Regions from separate parts of the Gossypium hirsutum genome. Here all the other regions are linked to region 1. The links are chromatin contacts, called in public Hi-C maps. All regions are on one chromosome and are shown on one strand. The core of a region is the stretch at or near the end of the contact, and the rest is flanking DNA. Distances in the headings are between cores, read along the strand shown.

Region 1 (3,061 bases), core at 292-2,791:
ACGAGTATGAACAAAATTTTTATGTTGTTTAATAAACAAGCGAATACAAATAGATGTGTGTTCGGTTTGTTTATGTTCACGAATAAGCTCGTTTATTGGCTCATTTATGACTTGTTTATTTATTAATGATATTTTCTTATAAAAATATTGAAATAATATATATGTGTATGTATTTATTTATTATATGTTTGTTTATTATTCATTAATATTGTTCGTGAACATGTTCAATTATATGTTCATGAACATGTTCATTTAAATGTTTGTGAACATATTCGATTAAGTTAAATGAACATGTTCGTGGATATTAAACAAACGAACATGAACTCACATGAATTTAAATAAATGAACACGAACAAAAAATTTGAAATTCTTAACTAACACAAATTGAATACGAACAAACTTAAAAATAAACAAATGAACATGAACAGAGGTTTGTTCGTTCAAACTTAGTTCATTTACAGCCTTACCAATAGCAACTATACTTGAAGATTAGATTGGTTTGGATCAAACAATTATATAATTATAGGTATAATCACAATTATAAATATAAATTATACACATTCAAATAATTATGGGGGAGGGATTCACTTATACAGTGTAAGACTTAAGTTATTTTACACCATTGATAACTTTTTATGCTATTAATATTTTAACGATTCAATAGTTGAATTTGTTAAAATATTTGTACTTATCATGCATGCAAAATTTTTAATCGATTCGGTATCTCTATCATATTAATCTAAAATATTGTTTATATTAATATATATTTGATGGCTGAAAGTCTTTTTTTTTTATTTAGAATTTTTTAATTTATATCAAACTTGACATGCATGATTTATATAACTAGAGCATGAAATATAACGGTCTAATTGTTAAAATATTAATCATAAAAAAATTATGAAAAAATAGAAAACCACATAAATTTTAGTCCGAATTATGATAAAATTAATAACCAATTTTCTTTTAAATATCACATTTTAAGGTAAAGTTTGTATCATTTTTCATAAGGTATTTAAACACCAAAGTGTCATAAAATAATAATCTTTGATTTGCATTAATCAAACAAAAAAGGTCCTACCGGGAGTCGAACCCAGGTCGCTGGATTCAAAGTCCAGAGTGCTAACCACTACACCATAGAACCGGCGATGCTAAAGAAATATAAATTACAATTTAGAACCAAACTAGAGGAAACAAAAAGATTTTCAGTGGGAATAAGAATACTCGGCAAGTTAGTGATCGGATTATTCTAAATCATGCAACAAGATCATTATTCAGTATTTGGAATTGAGAGAACTAGATTCGGTAATTTATGTATTTATATATTTTTTAATAAACTAATAATTTGGGCTATAAAAACTTCAACATCTTATGCTTTTACCTTTAATTATATTTGTAGATTATAATTAAAATATAAAATTAAACAATTTCCATGTTTTTTCAAAATCCCGCTCCAACGGGGAATGCAAATTATGCGCAATGCGCACCCACGTGCGCCTCGATCCCTTGACACGTGCCAATGCAAGCAGATATGCGCTTGCAGACTGCAGTGCGCAGTGTGCAATCTCCATTCTGCAATGGTACTGTTCAGATAAACGCATAGCCATCGATTTTTGGTTTTTGAAAATATTTATAAACCAATGACGATATAGGTTGTCTCAAATTTAAATTTTAAAAATGAATATATTAAAATATTAACATTACACCTAATTAATTTCCCCTCCAATTTTCCTCCTCTTTCTTTCTCTTCTCTCTCTCAAACCTCCAGCTTGGAAGTCCCATGGAGTTTCCTCTTTCTATCTTCTCTTCTCTATGCACCTGAATCTTTCCTTTTTCGCTTCTTAACCCCCTAAAAAAGTCTCCTACTTTGTTGAAATGTGGTGGAGACATAAGGGAGTTAATTTCCATTCCGTTTTTGGAATTTAGTTGAAGGTTTTGGATTTCTAGGGTTTCTTACCTTAACATAGAACAGTATTCCGGTTCAGTTTTTTGTTTGGTGGTGTTTATAGAAAAATGCCGCCACATCGATCCAAGTCCGAGAAAAACGATGGCATTGCGAAGCATCTTCGTCGAGATCCTTATGAGGTGCTTGGGGTATTGAGAAACTCGACGGATCAGGAAATTAAGAGCGCGTACAGAAAAATGGCCCTCAAGTATGTTTAGTTTTTCTTACCTTTTTTTTTAATTTTTTTTAAATTGTAAATTTTCGGTCTTTTTCCTTTATAAGTTTAAAGTTGTTCAAATGTTCGAATTCTTGGTATTTTTGTTAAGAGTTTTTAGTGATTACTTCAGGGTACATCAGAGTACACTAGTTTGAGGATATTGATAACCATGGTTAATTATAAAGGTAAATTCACTTGCGTACATGGAGTATACCAAGTATTTAGGACCTGAATTGGGATGGCATTTTCGAACCATAACTGGAGATTTATGAGTGATTGGGGTTTGGTGTGATGGTTTGCCTTCCCAATGATAGTGTGTAGGACAGTCATTTATCAACATATAGCAATAGCTGTGGAGAACTTGGCCAAGCTTCAGATTTTTAGTGTTGGTATTTGCCAGTTAGACAACAGATTTTGCTTAGATCAGGTGTCCCATACCATGCTTGTGCAGGGATAGGCATTTGAAGCAGAATAACGCTGGCCTTTAGTGACTGGTTGGATATCTGGAATACTTGTCAAACAACAGATAAAACCATAACTAAAGTAACCAAATGATTGTTTCCAACATGTGTCCAAAGAATGGTTTATTTGCCCTGATGATGCTCCTTTCCAGCAAGCAGCTATGACAAATGAAATATGTGATTTGGGACATGCAATGTATGGCATGGACTACTTTTCAGATAGGTTCACGTTGGACATCTCTTGACATTAAGCATATAAAGTTCTGGTTATACACCCAAAAAACTTGCTGTATTCAGGCGGCTGAGCTATAAATGCTAATCTTGGCTGTTTCAGGTACCATCCTGATAAGAATGGAAATGATCCTGTTGCAGCTGATATGTTCAAGGAGGTTACATTTTCTTATAATATATTGTCTGATCCGGATAAAAGACGCCAGTATG
Region 2 (3,061 bases), core at 188-2,687, 210 kb after region 1:
ATAGTGAAATGTTGTTATAAAAGTTAATTATTATAGAGATGATTGATTGTATTAACGAATTTGAATATCTTTTAAATATATTTTTAACCTAAAATTATTATTTTTTACTTCACAAATTCATGTTTAAAATCAACTTTTTAACTTCTTAAAGCATTTTTAGCTACAATGCTAAGGTTTGAAAAATAAAATATGTATATATTTTTTTGGACAAATAATATTTATTTTATACTTATAATTAAAATCATAATAAATTATCATTATCTATAAATTCAAGTGGAGTCCTACTCAATATTAGGACATTAAGTACTTGCATCATATGCAAATTATACGTGAGTTTTCTTCAAATTTATTATAATTTAAATCTCACTTTTTGAGACTATTTTAATTTGACTTTAGATGAAGTTTAATATTTAATTCGATTATGTTTTTGTAATGCTTGTTTTTTTTATTATAATTTATTTGAAATAATATGATATGTTCTTATTTAAATTTTGATCTTTGAGGAAGTTAAAGAATGTTGATAAATAAGATATATCTATCTATATCATATTAAAACTCATAAATCAATTTGACAAAAACTCAATTGAAAAATCAAAATAAATTATATTATTATAAGAATAGTTGTTGTCTTTATATAAAATCAAATAAAATTCACATATAAATTTTATCATTTTAATCAAAATTTCATTTTTTATATAAACTTTTAATAATATATTTATTACATAAAATTTTCCACCATAGCCTAATATTTTATTAAAAACTAAAGAAAAATTCTAATATATGTAAAAAAATATTAGCATAATAATAATTTTAGCCCTTAAAGTTTATATATTTCATTAATTTGTTCTTTATTATTTTTTTGAGTTAAATTTAGCATTTAATCTTTTAAAAAGAGTTAAATTGCTCATAATTGAGGATTTGGGTGCCTCACAAAAGTCAAATTGCTTTTGTTTTAGTGAAAATATGGACTAAAACATTAATTTTTTTAACAATGTTGGTGTGGCAACCAGCGTGGCAGTTAATGTGTAATTTTTACGGATATGTCATTATTTGTTTTATATGTCATGCTAACAAATAATTTAAAAATTATAAAAAATATTCAAAAAAATTAAAAATATAAAAAATGTATAAAAAGTTCATAAAAATAAAAAAATAGCCTGAAGTACACGTAAATTACCATGCTTAAAAATTTAACGTTTTAATTTGTATTTCCATTAAATATACAACAACTCGACTCTTTTTGAATGCTTGATGTTCAAATTTAAAAATTTTTAACAAGTCAAGAGTCAAATTTAATTAAAAAAGAGCCAAATTGATAAAATATATAAATATTAAGAACTAAATTTAATATTATAAAAAAATAATTAAAAAAATTGATAAATTCAATATAGTTGGTCAAAATACATTAATAGTATAGATACGTATTGGTACCAATATACCACTACAAATACGGTATCGAAGTTTTTCAGCCTCTCCTATTAAACAAGCGGAATAGCTGATCGCTCACTCTCAAAAAAGCTCCACTTTTCAAACCCTAGCCTGTATCTGGGAGCCCTTTCCAATGGCTTCGCGTCGACTCCTCTCTTCTCTCCTCCGCTCCACTTCTCGCCGATCTCTCTCCAAATCTCCCAGCCCTACCCCTCGCCTCCCTTCCCCTTCCCCCACGCGCCGCCCTTTTCCTTGCCCTTACTTTCTCTCACGCGATGCTGAGTACTCTACATCTGCGGCTGCTGCCGCTTCTGCTCCATCGCAGCCTCCTCCCGCTAAGAAGGGCGGAAAAGGTAAGATCACTGATGAGTTCACTGGTGCTGGAGCCATCGGTCAGGTTTGTCAAGTGATCGGTGCCGTCGTCGATGTTAGATTCGATGAAGGTTTGCCTCCGATTTTGACGGCGCTTGAAGTGATGGACCACTCGATCCGGCTTGTGCTGGAAGTGGCTCAGCACTTGGGTGAAAACATGGTTAGGACCATTGCTATGGATGGAACGGAGGGACTGGTCCGAGGGCAGCCGGTTCTCAACACTGGATCTCCTATCACTGTAAAGTTTTTATTCTTATTGTTTTCATTTTTATAGGAGCTGATAATCTTTTTGAAGATTTCTTGTGTTTTGGTATTTTTGGAATTAAGGGGAACATCTTATTCGTTTTATTATGGATCTGAATTACATTTTATCGGAATCTGATCTGGAATAAGTGAGAAATTTCTTATTCAAATATGTCTCTTTCTAGAGTTCAGTGAATTTTCTTTCGGACCTATTGGGCGTCTAATTAGAACTCATTACTTATTTATCTGTTGGTCAACTACATACTGCTGATATTGCCCTTTGAATTGATAATAGTAATAAATAAAAGCTTTCTTTTTTGTGTTACCCATGACTCGGGCGTTTTGATCAGGATCTTAACGTTTCTCCCTTGTTTATAGAGCTTAACAATTTTCTCTCTTGGCCTTTTGGTTTTCTTCTTTTCATCTAGTCATTGTTCTTTTATGGGCTTTTTTTAACCTTTAGAAGTTGTCTAGCGATAACACTTTTTTTAATTTCATGAACCTCTTAATCATGTTTGTTCTTGTTAGGTGCCTGTTGGTAGAGCTACTCTTGGTCGTATCATAAATGTCATTGGAGAGCCTATTGACGAGAAAGGCGAACTCAGTAAGAGACTTTCCAACTTTGTAATTTTTTGAAATGTTTACTTTATAGTGTAGAGGCGACAAAGTCTAACTGAGTTAATGCTTGACAGAAACCGACCACTTCTTGCCCATTCACAGAGAAGCACCAGCCTTTGTCGAACAAGCTACTGAACAACAGATCCTTGTCACTGGTATTAAGGTACTATTTATTGCTTGCGATTATGTATGCCTTTGATGCTGTGCTGTTTGTTTTCCCTTTGTGTGGAAAGATGCAATGCTGTTCCAGGATGAACTTGTATTCGCATATCGTGTTGTTTGAATCCAGATGAGACTTTTAGGTTCGAAACTTTATTCTCTTGCTTTATTTTACAGGTTGTTGATCTCCTTGCACCATATCAAAGAGGAGGGAAGATTGGACTTTTTGGTGGTGCTGGTG
Region 3 (3,061 bases), core at 198-2,697, 170 kb after region 1:
TCAAGCTTAGAAGCGAAGCCATCCTTCCATCAAAGATCAAGTCTAGAATACTCTTGGATCAAAGCTCTTGTTAGCCTCTTTGCATCAACATAAAGGAGATAAAAACTTATTTTTAAGATAAAGTCTCGATGACCCTTAAAGCAGATTGAACCATCCAAGATCAAGTTTCAAAGACTCTTAATCCAAATTCTGTCCAAAATTGTTTTTTAAATCAAGTCTCAACAAACTTTGAAGTGAACATAATTGATTCAACATCAAGTCTCAAAAGCCCTTGAATTCCATGAAGTCTAATTTTCAACCAAGTATCTCGCCAGACCTAGTTTACGAGTCAAGTCTTGATGACCCTTGAAGCAACTCGCATCAATCTTAGATCAAAGTCTAGACGATCCTTGAATCAAAGTAGAGAAGAATGGAAAAAGTTTTTCTTTGTAATAATTTCTTTTAGATATTATAACTTCTTTTCAATATTTATAAATAAATTTAACTCCAGATTTTCCTAATCAATATTTAACTCGAAATTTATATCATTTTCTATTAATGAAGCTTGGTGAACTAATAAATAATATGAGTTTATTTAATTTAAAAAAAGTAGATTGACTTGTTTTAAACAAAAGATAATAATTTAAGATTTTTTAATATATTAATAAACCTTAAAAAAGAGGTTGAATGGAAGCTTAAATAATTGTGAAAAGAAAATAAAACTTGAATGAATAAAAAGTAAAGTAGAAAAGGCAAATCGTGAGAAGAAAAAATGGGGAGGAAAAGGAAAGGCGGGGTAAGAGTTAAGGATCGGATCGGATCGGATCCGATGATTGTTGATTTCAAGGCAAGGTTAAGGCGATCTCCAAGATTTGATATGCAGTTTTCAAAACTTAAAAGAACAGTCCAAAAGATTAGAAAAAGCTTTGTTGGTCCCCCCCCCCCCACCCCCAGATTTGTTTTCGACTCCCCCAAATCTCTCCCTTCTCTCTCTCTTGTCGTTTTGGCTACCTTTTCAACTCCATTTCTGCGTTTTTAATATTCCCTAAATCCCTTTGATCACCTCTATTTCATGTCCTTATCCTCTCATTCTTCTTTTCAATTCCTAATTTCTATTCCCTAACTAATTCCCTCTTTTCATTCTTACTTCTTTACTCAATTTGGGTATATTCACCCATGTCACTGAATTTTTTAGAGAAGTTAATATATACCAGCTCTATAGCATGTTGTGGGTAAATCATATATTTATACAAGGTATACAGGCATTAAATAAGCGGTTTAAAATAATATTTATTATTTTTAATAATTAAAGGGTAGAAGAAGACATAAAGCTTGAATGGTAGAAGAAGAGGTGATGAAGGCATAAACCAAAGTTGATTAATGGTGAATTAAGAGAATCACAGTAAATCATGGACAGTAGCACGTGTATTTAAATAAATACACAAGAATTTATAGACCAAAAAAGGGAGAACACTAGGTGGGGTGGTACCTGCGAAAAACAAGCAACGAGGAAGTTAGAATTTTTATTTAAATTATTAAAAAGAAAAGGTAATTATTAATTTTGAAAATATAGGATGTTTTTGTTTTTGTTTTTGTTAATAAAAATCTGTGTTCACCCTTCCTAGAAATAGTAAAGATGCTGTTTGTCCAATTCCATCCGTCTTTTCAAAGCCGGTTGAAGAGGGAGAAAAGAAACATATTTTTAAGCTGTTGTTATTTATGCCGCCGGTTCGGGAGATGTGTCGGATTTGACGGCGCCTTCCTCCATTGACCTCCGGTCAGTTTCCCTGCTCGATTCCGACCATTCACTGGCACGTCCCTCAATAATAATTTTTTTTGACCAATTTATCTTATCTGTCACCACGATATTTAAACGAAATAATGGAAAGAGGGAAGTGAAAAGGGACAGGGGCCAGGGGGCAGGGCATCGAAGTGGATTTTCGAATCCCAGCGACTATTAACCCTCTCTCCTTTTGCATTAAAATATTAGATTGCGGGGATTTCTTAGTGTGAGAAAGATTTGATTTGAGAGAGAAATTTTATATTTTAATATCCATTTTTCTTTTAAAAAACATTACACCGTATAAAATGCCAGACCATTGAACCAGGGGTGGAAACCTTGTTTTATTACAGCCCACCTCTTCCTTCTCTCCCTTTTTCCTTTTTTGCATTACAGAAATCTCCCTCTTTCATTCTGTTGTCTCTGAGATGGCCCGGAACGGTGGCGTTGCTTGGATGAGGACGACGGAGAAGATAGACGGCTACGATCTTTCTACTTCTGATACTGAAGAAGTTCATGTTCTTGCCGTTGATGATAGCCTCGTTGATCGGAAAGTCATTGAACGCTTGCTCAGAATTTCCTCTTGTAAAGGTTTGTTCATCCAGATTCCCTTCTTTTTCTTCAACTCTTTTTTTTTAATTAATTAGTTTGGATTTGAATTGAATGGGGGTTTGGTTTTGGATTTGTGCAGTGACGGCAGTGGATAGCGGGAGGAGAGCTTTGCAATACCTGGGATTAGATGAGGAGATTCAAAAGAAAGAAACGAATGGTTTTGATGTGAGTACTAATAATAATTGCAATTTCATCACAAAATTTCCCGGATATTGATTTTTCTGAGCTCATTCGTTAGCCTTTTTTTTATTGTGATTTTCAGGGTCTGAAGGTTGATCTGATTATCACCGATTATTGTATGCCTGGAATGACCGGCTACGAATTGCTCAAAAAAGTGAAGGAATCTTCAGCTTTTAGAGAAATCCCAGTTGTAATCATGTCATCTGAGAACGTTATAGCTCGAATCGACAGGTATTGTTTTTTTAAGCAACTTTTATGGCCTTGAATCATTGAAAAAAGTTGGGTTCAAAAAAATAATAATGGATCTTGAAATTGTTGATAAACAGATGCTTAGAGGAAGGAGCAGAGGATTTTATAGTGAAACCAGTGAAATTGTCAGATGTAAAACGCATAATAGATTACACGACCACAGAGTTAAGAGAGGGAGAACAAAGAGAAGGAGCAAGAGCAAAAAGAAGAGGAATCAACAAAAGAAAGCAAAGAGAAGGAGATGACGATCTGTCATCATCC

Evidence for each region. A called contact is a pair of places that touch in the nucleus more often than the background predicts.
Region 2: a Hi-C map of leaf shows a contact between it and region 1, with 1.9 times the contacts expected there. The contact joins the promoter of LOC107899005 here to the promoter of LOC107899620 in region 1. A contact is called at or near these places in 4 of 34 Hi-C or Micro-C datasets (callus, leaf and petal).
Region 3: a Hi-C map of leaf shows a contact between it and region 1, with 1.9 times the contacts expected there. The contact joins the promoter of LOC121215915 here to the promoter of LOC107899620 in region 1. A contact is called at or near these places in 6 of 34 Hi-C or Micro-C datasets (all in leaf).

The regions. Positions count from the first base shown.
Region 1 is chrD04:50,421,753-50,424,813 of Gossypium_hirsutum_v2.1, forward strand. It overlaps LOC107899620 (chaperone protein dnaJ 16), which reads left to right and starts at 1,542. Exons shown (of 12, transcript XM_016825387.2): 1 at 1,542-2,150; 2 at 2,955-3,061. The coding sequence starts at 2,011. It overlaps TRNAQ-UUG (transfer RNA glutamine (anticodon UUG)), which reads right to left and starts at 1,141; the gene lies at 1,070-1,141.
Region 2 is chrD04:50,630,490-50,633,550 of Gossypium_hirsutum_v2.1, forward strand. LOC107899005 (ATP synthase subunit beta, mitochondrial) reads left to right here and starts at 1,438. Exons shown (of 9, transcript XM_016824592.2): 1 at 1,438-2,038; 2 at 2,572-2,647; 3 at 2,736-2,824; 4 at 2,998-3,061. The coding sequence starts at 1,562.
Region 3 is chrD04:50,589,446-50,592,506 of Gossypium_hirsutum_v2.1, forward strand. LOC121215915 (two-component response regulator ARR5) reads left to right here and starts at 1,448. Exons shown (of 5, transcript XM_041090786.1): 1 at 1,448-1,527; 2 at 1,605-2,350; 3 at 2,451-2,536; 4 at 2,634-2,782; 5 at 2,878-3,061. The coding sequence starts at 2,188.